3 separate regions of the Sus scrofa genome follow, and all the other regions are linked to region 3. A link is a contact called in public Hi-C and HiChIP or PLAC-seq data. All regions are on one chromosome and are shown on one strand. Each heading gives the region's core, a stretch centred on a gene start, on an enhancer-like site or on the middle of the called end of the contact. The rest is flanking DNA. Distances are from core to core; before and after follow the strand shown.

The links. Hi-C and Micro-C count contacts between places; a contact is called where the count stands out from the background. HiChIP or PLAC-seq counts read pairs in DNA pulled down with a chosen protein or histone mark.
Region 1: a Hi-C map of embryonic fibroblasts shows a contact between it and region 3, with 6 times the contacts expected there. The contact joins the enhancer-like site here to the promoter of B3GNT2 in region 3. A contact is called at or near these places in 2 of 5 promoter capture datasets (fetal liver and liver), 11 of 47 Hi-C or Micro-C datasets (alveolar macrophages, embryonic fibroblasts, epiblast stem cells and 6 more) and 1 of 2 datasets of contacts at active chromatin or transcription factors (alveolar macrophages).
Region 2: an H3K27ac HiChIP or PLAC-seq map of alveolar macrophages shows a contact between it and region 3. The contact joins the promoter of COMMD1 here to the promoter of B3GNT2 in region 3. A contact is called at or near these places in 2 of 5 promoter capture datasets (fetal liver and liver), 6 of 47 Hi-C or Micro-C datasets (embryonic fibroblasts, epiblast stem cells, heart right ventricle and 2 more) and 1 of 2 datasets of contacts at active chromatin or transcription factors (alveolar macrophages).

Annotation. Positions count from the first base shown.
Region 1 is chr3:79,895,692-79,898,858 of Sscrofa11.1, forward strand. The region is part of intron 1 of COMMD1 (COMM domain-containing protein 1); the gene reads right to left. Among named protein-coding and RNA genes, the nearest start is that of COMMD1, 17 kb to the right of the region's middle. Within about 2 kb of position 1,255, at least 3 of the 83 cell types and tissues checked have an H3K27ac peak or open chromatin away from gene starts, as enhancers often do. A contact at or near this core is called in embryonic fibroblasts, where this site is marked.
Region 2 is chr3:79,912,624-79,915,821 of Sscrofa11.1, forward strand. It overlaps COMMD1 (COMM domain-containing protein 1), which reads right to left and starts at 1,346. Exons shown (of 3, transcript XM_021087480.1): 1 at 1,153-1,346. The coding sequence starts at 1,329.
Region 3 is chr3:79,701,778-79,705,368 of Sscrofa11.1, forward strand. It overlaps B3GNT2 (N-acetyllactosaminide beta-1,3-N-acetylglucosaminyltransferase 2), which reads right to left and starts at 2,272. Exons shown (of 2, transcript XM_003125112.5): 1 at 1,983-2,272.

The DNA of each region.
Region 1 (3,167 bases), core at 5-2,504, 190 kb after region 3:
GGGACCTAAATCAAACTTATGAGCTTTTGCACAGCAAAGAAAACCATCAAAAAACCCCAAAAGACAGGAGTTTCCATTATGGCTCAGCAGAAATAAATCTGACTAGCATCCATGAGGACGCAGGTTCAATCCCTGGCCTCACTCAGTGGGTTAAGGATCCCATATTGCCGTGAGCTATGGTATAGGTCACAGACATGGCTCAGGTCTGGCGTTGCTGTGTCTGTGGCATAGGCCAGCAGCTACAGCTCCAATTTCACCTCTAGCCTGGGAACCTCCATATGCCACAGGTGCAGCCCTAAAAAAAGAAAAAAAAATTTTTTTAAGATGTGCACAACATTGTAAATTAACTATACCTCCATTTTTTAAAAAAGGGGATATGATACACACACACACACACACACACACCCCTACATACAATGAAATACTACCCAGACCTAAAAAAGAGTGAAATTTTGCCATATTCAGCAACATGGTAGAGGGCATTATGCTAAATGATATAAGTCAGAGAGCCAAAGACAAGTACTATGTGATATCACTTACATGCGGAATCTAAAGAAATATGACAAACCGGTGAATAAATCACAGATATAGAGAAAAGACTAGGGGTTACCAGTTGGGGGCGGGGCAATATAGGGGTATTGGGGAAAAGGGGGGATATTATAGGATTATATAAAATCATATGTGAAACTTCTGAAAACTGTAAAGCACTATAGGATTTAAAGAATCATTCAATCAAAAAAAATACACACATACACAACAGGTAGGTAAAGAAAGATAAAACAAACTCATCAATCATCTCTCCCCCCACAAAATAAGGCTGAGTTGGTTTAATTCTCCGAAAAAATGACCAATAGAATATATTTACATTAACAATTCAGTATTTCTATAAATGACTAAACTCAAGAATTTAATGTATTTTAAATGATTGCAAATGTTTGTCTCAAGTATTATAATTAAATATAGAAAATATATTTCTGAGTAAACCCAGGGTTTTCCTTTTAGGTTTATGATTCCCTCTACTCCTCAGATAATCAAACAGTGATTTGGATCTGTTGTTAAGTGGCTAGGCTATATGCCACAAGGAGAGCACCCAATGTTCAGGAAGTTTCCAAATTACACTCTTTTGCAGTAGAAGCTCACCGTTACCAACTAGCTTTCATTCTGCCAAGTTACTTTCCCCCAATAACTTACTCATCTTTTATGTTCTTCCAGTTTGGAAGAGACTTCTGTCTCTGTCAGCAAAGAGGAAAAAAAAAAAAACTATGATGAAGTACTATGAAAGTTTCTTCCTATTAAACACTCCAAGCAACACATTAGCCTTTAACTTCATGGAGAAAGAATTCAGCCTTTCCTAAAAGAACATTTTTGTGGCCAGTTCAGGGATGGAAGTGTGGGAAAGTCTCCAGAAGCAATTACAAAGTAAAGAAATACCCGTTCTTTTTTCTCTTGACAGACCATAAAGGCTTTTCTAGGGAAAGAGCACATGATTAGTGTATTATCCAACTCAAGTACCTAAATTAACATTTATGTTTAAAAAAAAATACTGTTCAAGAAACAGAATTGCTTAGAGGTCATCTTCTATTATAACCAGAGCTCCACTACCAGCTGAAGTTCATAGGTCTACAACAGGAGATAAAGTCCTGACCCTATGGAAATATGACTTAATAATAAAGGAAAAATAAGAACAAGAGAAAAGATAAATACTGCATTAGCTGTATTAGTTCATAAGACCTTTAAAGAACTATTGGATAAACTAAAAAAATGTATGATGAGATATAAAAACTAAAGAGCAAAATATATAAATGTATTTAATTACTTGCAGCTTCAAAGAGCAGCTTCAATCATGAAGGAGTTCAAAAGAAACCCAAGTTCAGGGCACAGGTTCCTACCTCCAACTTATTTGTCAGGACAAAACACTGCCCAATGAAACCACACAAAAAATTATAAAATCAATCTATATGTGAGCTGATCAAAAGTGGTTCTCATACAACCTTATTATAATACCATTAAGCCCTTAAAAGGAAGAAAAATGGCAATATACAACAACACAGATGAATCCTGAGGACATTATGTGAAATAAGCTAACCAAAGAAAGACAAATATTGCACGACTCCACTTACATGAGACAACTAAATAGTCAAATTCATAGAATCAAAGAGTGGAAAGGTGAAGCTAGAGGGTAATGGGCATTTACTAATTATAGTTACTAATCAACAGGCATAAAGTTTGGGTTAAGCAAGATGAATAAGCTCTAGCTATGTACTACATATACATTATACCTATAATTAGCAATATTATACTATATACTCAAAATTTTCTGGGGTTCTCTTGTGGCAAAAGTAAGTTAAAGATCTGGAGATGTTACTGCAGAGGCTGGGGTCACTGCTATGGCATGGGTTTTGGTCTGGGAACTTTTACACGCTGCAGGCACAGCCAAAAATAAAAGAAAGTAAAGTTCTAAATAAATAGTGTTCTCTAATCAATAGAAGAAACATAATGAGAAAAAAAGTTTACATTTTTAAGGATAAAATGTAGTATCCTCTACTTATAATAAGGCAAAAACTGGAAACTTCTCAAATCCCCACCAAGAGTAGAGTGGGCAAGCATACTGTGATATATTCAACACTGGTGTATCCAGCAGGAATTGGCAAATTTTCCTGTAAATGGCAGAGAGTAAATATTTTAGGCTTTGCCAACCACCCCATCTCTGTTGTAACTATTTAATTCCACCCTTGTAGAGCAAAAGTAACCATACATTTTGTTATGGACACTGAAATTTAAATTTCATATAACTTTCATGTGTCACAAATATTTTTTTTTTTTCTTATGGCTACACCCACAACATGTGGAAGTTTCCGGGCCAGAGACTGAATCTGAGCTGGCAGCTGCAACCCTACACCATAGCTGTGGCAATGCTGGATCTTTTAACCCACTGCACTGGGCTGGGGCTCAAACCTGTATCTCTGCAGTGACCCAAGCCACTGTAGCCGGATTCTTAATCCACTGCACCACAGCAGGTACTCCCAATATGGCTTTTTTAAAAAAGGAATTAAGGATGGAGCATGGTAGAGGATAATGTGAGAAAAAGAATGTATATATATGTATGTGTGACTGGGTCACTTTGCTATACAGGAGAAAACTGACAGAACACTGTAAACCAACTATAA
Region 2 (3,198 bases), core at 96-2,595, 210 kb after region 3:
GGTTCGTTAACCACTGAGCCACAATGGGAACTCTTCTTCTTCTTTAACGTGGCTACTAGAAAATGTAAAAGTCTGTGTTTGGCTCTTGTAACAGAGCTAGTGCCCTGTGGGGCTCCTAGCACACAAGTCTTTCTGTGTCCTCCATTTCTTGTTTTTAGGGAATAAGCCTCAGCCTCCAAGATCTTCCCTGAGTTCCAAAGAGCAGCTGCTAATCAGGGAAGGGAGGTGGATGTAGAGACCAGGGAGGAGCAGCAAAGCCATGGGGCAGGGTCCTGGTTCCATCTCAAGGAATATACATAACAATATCTCTGAGCCTGTCTGTACAATTAAAATCTCCAACGAATGGAAGAACTTCCTGATGAAGCTTTCTTCATTCCGGGTAAGAAGGCGGCCCACCAGAACCAGTCCTGAGGCCACAAAACACCAGCTTTGAGAAGCAATGCAAGCTTGCCTCTTGCCTGATCCTTATCTACAGCCCTAATTCCACTCCCCAAACTATAAAACCACCTAAACCCCTGGCTGGGGGAGGGAGGGGGCTTTTGCCTGGCAAAGCAATAAAGCAATCTTTTTCTCCTTTACCCAAAACTCTGTCTCTGCGTTTCAATTCAGCACCAACAGACAGAAATCAAATTTCTGCAACACACTCATTACATTTCTGTTGGACAGGCTGAGCTACGCTTTGACTTCATGATGGTGACGTGCTCCCTTAACCAACCAGTGGACTGCAGTTTAGGGGATCACCCAACTAATCCATCCCTTGTCCCGGTATACATTTGCTCGCTTGTTTAACACTCAAACACTTCCATGACCCGGTAAAACTGATGGCCTGATCGCTCTTAATGTTAAAAAGTATGCAGTGCACAGATCTACCAAGACAACTCAAAATCGTTCGTGACCTACACGACGGTAGATAACTGTATGGAGAAAAAAACCTGAGTCCTCTCCCCGGCTGTCAGTCGGCACTGGTGGGGGGAGCCCTCATTAAGTGAGAGGAGGCGACAGGGCGAGCGCCTGGGATATGAAGGAGCGTAAAGTGCAACATAAGCAGTAGCGGTCTGAGGAGGGAAGCCTTTCAGCTTCTGGGGGGACGAGTCTGAGGGCGGCGGGGACAAGGCAGGACTCCGTGGCGGAGGCTGCAGGGAGGAACGGTACCTTAAGGATCCCCCTCATCTTCGCCAGAAAGGGGCGGAACTCCTCAGGTGGCATCTCTGGATAGAGCTGGCTCCGCAGCAGCTCCTCTGTGATGCCTGGGTGCCCGTGGAAAGCGTCCTGGGCCAGGCCGCTCAGCAGCCCGCTGAGGGGTTTGGAGCCCTCCAGCTCGCCGGCCATGGTTAGCGGAGGCCCCGCCCCCTAACGGCTAAACGCAGCCCCCCCCCCCACCCCACACACACACATACACACGGCGGCCGAGATGGGCCTAAACAGCTGGGCAAAAACGCGCGAGGAAAGTGGCGGTGGAGTTCCAGCAGGGGGCGGTGCTGGCAGCTCCCAGCTTTACAAAACCCAAGCCTTGGGTTGACACGACGGAGCTTTCAGATCTACTTGGTTCCGCTTGGCTCACTTTGTTTCCTCTGATTTCCATCATCACTCCAGAAATTATTCACAGGAAAGACCATTTGATGGAGATCACCTGAGAAGGATTAGTATTGACTGCAGGGGCAGTTTTAATTTTTGGATGGCTGTTTCTGAATCAGGCTTGACTAATCCAATAACTGTAGGATCCATCACACAAATCTGATCTCTCCCTAATACTTACCTGGGCACCTTTTGTCCAAGAAAATTTAACTATACCCTAAATTTAACATGTTTGCTTGTGTTGTTAATTGCCTTTTTGCATACATATGCCTTGTCTTCCCAGCTAGAGCAGTGACTCTGAACCAATGCTCCTTTTACTATCCTTAAATGAAGTGCATGGATAACATAACTTCTTTCTCGTGTAATTAAAAAAAAATCAATATATTATTCACTAGTAAAAGAATGAGTTTCTGATACAGACTACCTCATAGATGAGCTTTAAAAGCTTGCTAAGTAGGAGTTCCCGTCGTGCCGCAGTGGTTAACGAATCCGACTAGGAACCATGAGGTTGCCCATGAGGTTGCGGGTTCGGTCCCTGCCCTTGCTCAGTGGGTTAACGATCTGGCGTTGCCGTGAGCTGTGGTGTAGGTTGCAGACGCGGCTCGGATCCCGCGTTGCTGTGGCTCTGGCGTAGGCTGGTGGCTACAGCTCCGATTCAACCCCTGGCCTGGGAACCTCCATATGCCGCGGGAGCGGCCCAGGAAGTAGCAACAACAACAAAAAGAAAGACAAAAAAAAAAAAGCTTGCTAAGTAAAAAACAAACACAAAAAGACAGATATTGTATAATGATCCCATTTATATGAAATGTCCAGAATAGGCAAATCCATAAAGATAGAAAGTAGGTTGGTTTTCTGGGGTGTTTTGTTTTGTTTTGTTTCCTTTTTAGGGCGCACCCTCTGCATATGGAGATTCCCAGGCTAGGGGTCCAATCGGAGCTACAGCTGCCAGCCTACATACACCACAGCCTCAGCATCAGATCCAAGCCGCATCTTCGACCTACACCACAGCTCAGGGCAACACAGGATTCTTAACCCACTGAGTGAGGCCAGAGATCAAACCCACAACCTCATGGTTCCTAATCAGATTCGTTTCCACTGCGCCAAGACGGAACTCCAAAAGTAGATTTTTTTTAAAGAATCATTGGCTTGCCTTTAATTATATTTAACCCTTATGCTTTTACAAGGCAAAGGTGTAGAGGAATAATTTAAAAAAAAAAACTTTCAACAATCAAATTTTGGGTTTTTTGTTTTTGTTTTTGTTTTTTGTCTTTTTAGGGCCGAACCTGCAGCTTATGGAGGTTCCCAGCATAGGGGTCTAATCGGAGCTGTTGCTGCCAGCCTATGCCACAGCCACAGCAACACGGGATCTGAGCCGCGTCTGCGACCTACACCAGAGCTCATGGCAACACCAGATCCTTAGCCCACTGAGCAAGGCCAGGGATCGAACCCAAAACCTCGTGGTTCCTAGTCGGATTCGTTTTAGCTTCACCACAGCAAGAACTTCCCAACAGTCAAATTTTGAAAACGAACTTTTATATGCCAAGGGTGCAGCCACAAAAATAAATAATAAGAAGATAGCAGTTTATAACATTATGCATTTCAATATGTAAATGTTCGATTTCA
Region 3 (3,591 bases), core at 1,022-3,521:
CACCACTTATTAAGTGATTCTTAACTCCCATGATGCAAAACTAGGAGTTTGGCAAAAAGTTTCCTATTTGTCCTCAAAAACAATCTTGTGGAACAGACACTACCATCCCCAAAACTAGACACGGAAAAAGAGGCAGGGATGCTAAACAATTTGTCCAAGGCCACCGAGCAGTATGCTGCAGAATCAAGACCCGAACAGTGAAGGTGGGAAGTGGGAACTCTTACGGAAAGTTCATGTTCATCACACACATGCCATCTGCACAAAAATTAAAATGAAGGGCATGAGCCCCTGCTACAGGCAGCTTCCCAAGGGTAACAGTATTCCAAACAGAGAAAGTACTTCCAAACAGGAGATAAGATAAAGACATGTGCAAAGGCTTGGCAGCAGAGAAAGGTTCTCAAGTATAGTTCTAAGTACAGGTTCTCAAGTATACGGCTTCGGCCAGTCCATGGTCCTAAAATCTAATCCAGTTTATGGGTACCCAGACTTTTAACACTCCCAAATTCCACCAGGCTGAATAACCTCCATTCAAAAGAAGCAGAAGAGGGAACTAGGACAGGGGGGAAGAAGTGACCACTAGACCTATCCTCCCCGGAGGTATGCTGTCAGATCCACACGGCGGAGGCCAGGAGAGGGCTCAAGACGGGAGCCCGAGCACGGAGCTGGGTTCAGCTGGGTCTCCTCCTGGCCCTGTCAGCCACCTCTTTAACCATCCCAGTCCTGGCCCTGTCAGCCACCTCTTTAACCATCCCATTAACTCCCGAGGCAAAAATTACACCGGAAAGATTTGTTATAACAAGCAGAAGCCCATATTCACCAACTGGCTTTGCAATCTGAAATCTACAGCAAGGCTCCAATAAGGGAGCGGTAGGAGAATATGGTATAATTGTTCCAAATTACCATACTACTAAGTTAGGAAGGTTCAGGAGGCCATGGGGGACAGGGATGAAAAGACAAGCATACCACCTTTACTTTTTAAGGAGAGTGTCCTCGCCAACCCAGGTTTCAGGCTCTGACACTTGTAGGGATTATCTAGGCTGCTTCTCCCCTTCTCATAGGAGACAGTGGATTCTGGGGCTTTCCTGAATGGAAAATACTGTGGCCTGGAAATTAAGGTAACTGGGTTTCATTGCCTCCAGAAGGGTCGGCCTGCCGTCCCACGGCAGGCCAGGAAGAGTCCGCACCGATCCAAGACCACCCTGCACGCCAGGTGTTTTACAGAGGCCGGCTCGACGAGCTCCCCAAAGCACCCACCCTTCCCCCTCCCCAGGTTTCGGTCAAGCAGCCTGGTTAATCATTCAACGCGGGCGCCGTGGAATATTTTTGTAGAGGTCACAGCAAAAGGTTCTCTCCCTAAGTTTCACAGAAACCAGCCTTTAGGGACCCAGAGGTGGCAGTGGCAGGCGGATGGGGGTGGGGAGAGACTGCCGGCAGCTCTTTGGCTCACAAAACACCTGATCTCCCCATGCGGCACCAGAGGCAGCGCAGTGCGAGGGTGGGGTGCGGGGGTGCAAGTGCGAAACCTACCACCGCCCCCTCCCCGAAACGCCAGGACAACCCAAATGAGGAGGCCCAGCCTCAGACTCCCCTTCCCAACGCCTGCATCACCCCCGCGCGGGCTCCCCCGGAAGTTGGGGTGCAGTGGGGAGGGAGGGATATTCCTAGGTCCCGGGGCGGGTGTGGAATGGAGCAAGAGGCTCAGAAGGCATGGTACCATGGGTTTCGTTATCCTCTTCCTTCAGGGCAAAGAAGGTGGCGGGGGGCCGAGGGGGAGGACGGGGACACCTAAATGCGGCAGAAGCCACCTAGAGACGGTTTCCTCCGCTGGGGCGTCGGTACGAAGCCGGAACCGGCGAGGAACTGGGTTGTATTGGGGGGGGGGGCGGTGAAGGGGGAGCCAGGAACTAGAGAGCTAGGAGGGAGCGAAGCCAGCCTGGGAGGTGGGAGGGAGGCTGCGGGAGTGTAGACCCGCCCGGCCCTACCTTGTCCGGGAGCAGCTCCTGCTCAGCGGGGCGGGGGCGGGAGATCGCGGCTGCATCCACGTCCCTGCCGCTCCGCGCGGCTCAGCCCGGCGACCGCCGCCGCTCTCGCTCCATGCGTTGCGCCCGCGAAGGGCGGACTGGTGGTGTCGGCGACGGGGTGACTGACTCGGCTCGGCCCGGGCTCGGTTCCGGCACTTGTTGCAGCCACCTCTGCCGCGCCTCACTCACGGCTCGTGGCGTCTCCACCGCCTCCGGACTCCCGGCCCTCCTGGTCCTCGCGGCCCCGCCCCTGCCCGATGCGCCAATCAGGCCGGGCACCGCCCCTCATGTTACCGCCCAGTCTGGCCCGCAGCCCAGAGACCCAAGTTTAGGGAAGGCGCAGCTTCTCCCTGTCTGCCAGGGGCTCCTGGGACCCGCCCAAGCTGATGTTGCTCCTGGTTCCAGGGTCTCTCCATGCCCATACCTGAGAAGCAAAGGATTAAACTAGGGGAAAGGGACCCTAAGAATTAGACCCTCGGTGGGAAAAAGGGCAGCTCGAAGCTCAAAAGAACTATTTTCCAACTCCAGTCTAACCTAAATCCTTCTTGTAGTACCTTTGACGTTGGGAAACTAAGCACATGGCCTGGTGAGGACTCCAGTGGCCTCTTCTGGCCAGAGTGTTTGTGACTGGTTCTAGGCCGAACTGCGACCACCCAAGTGCTTGTGCCAATGTGCCCCAGCAAAACCCTGGGGTTCCACCATGGAAGATGAAGGTAGGGGTTCCTGGGGCCAAAATGGAACTTGACCATTGCTCTCTGACCCTCCAGTACCTGCTGCCACCTCTTAGGTATTCAAATGATGCCTACTTTGAACTGTTACCCGATCTTTATGAAGCCACCCAGTACATGAGGAGAGGGGAGTCTTAGTTCTCTTTGTGGTGTCTTACAGATGGTTTTCTTGAGGTTCCTGGCAAGTCTCAGGACGCCAAAAACGCAGCATGCCTAGAAACTGGGCCTCGAACCCACACCACGGCCCGGATACCTAGGTGCAGCCTTAATGGCCGAGCTGTGATATACATCCCTCAGGCTGGATGGGGAATTGGTGCCTACACCCCCCACACACCCAATGGGACTCTGGGGACCACTGACGCGCCCTCCTATCCCAGTCCCCCAGCGGGCTCGCCAGAGCACTGCATTTTAAGGTGAGCCCAAGATGCTGCTGACACAACTTTGAGGGCCCCAGGTGAGCCCGGTGCAACCGGATGGAGAGGTTGCCCTGGTTTGAAAGATCTAGCACAATCAGTTCTATCCCCCTTACGTACTGCCTGGAGGTAAGCCTCTGGCCAAGAGGCGCACCTGACAGCATCCCCTCTTTTGGTTTTATCTCTCCAGAAAGAAAGCAATCCCCTCTAGATAATCAGACTAAGGAATTAAGAGCACCACACCCTTAATTATTTGCATTTTTCTGGCTTCTGAGGTGGAATTAGCTGAAAGAGAAAGAATTGCTAAAGTAGTAATTTCAGGCACCTTTGAGCTCAGCCTACTCAACCACGTGCCCTTACTCTTAACCAAGCTCAGATTGAAAGAGGGGCAGGTTGTTGCTAGAGGCAAGGAGCCACCTGGGTGTCATC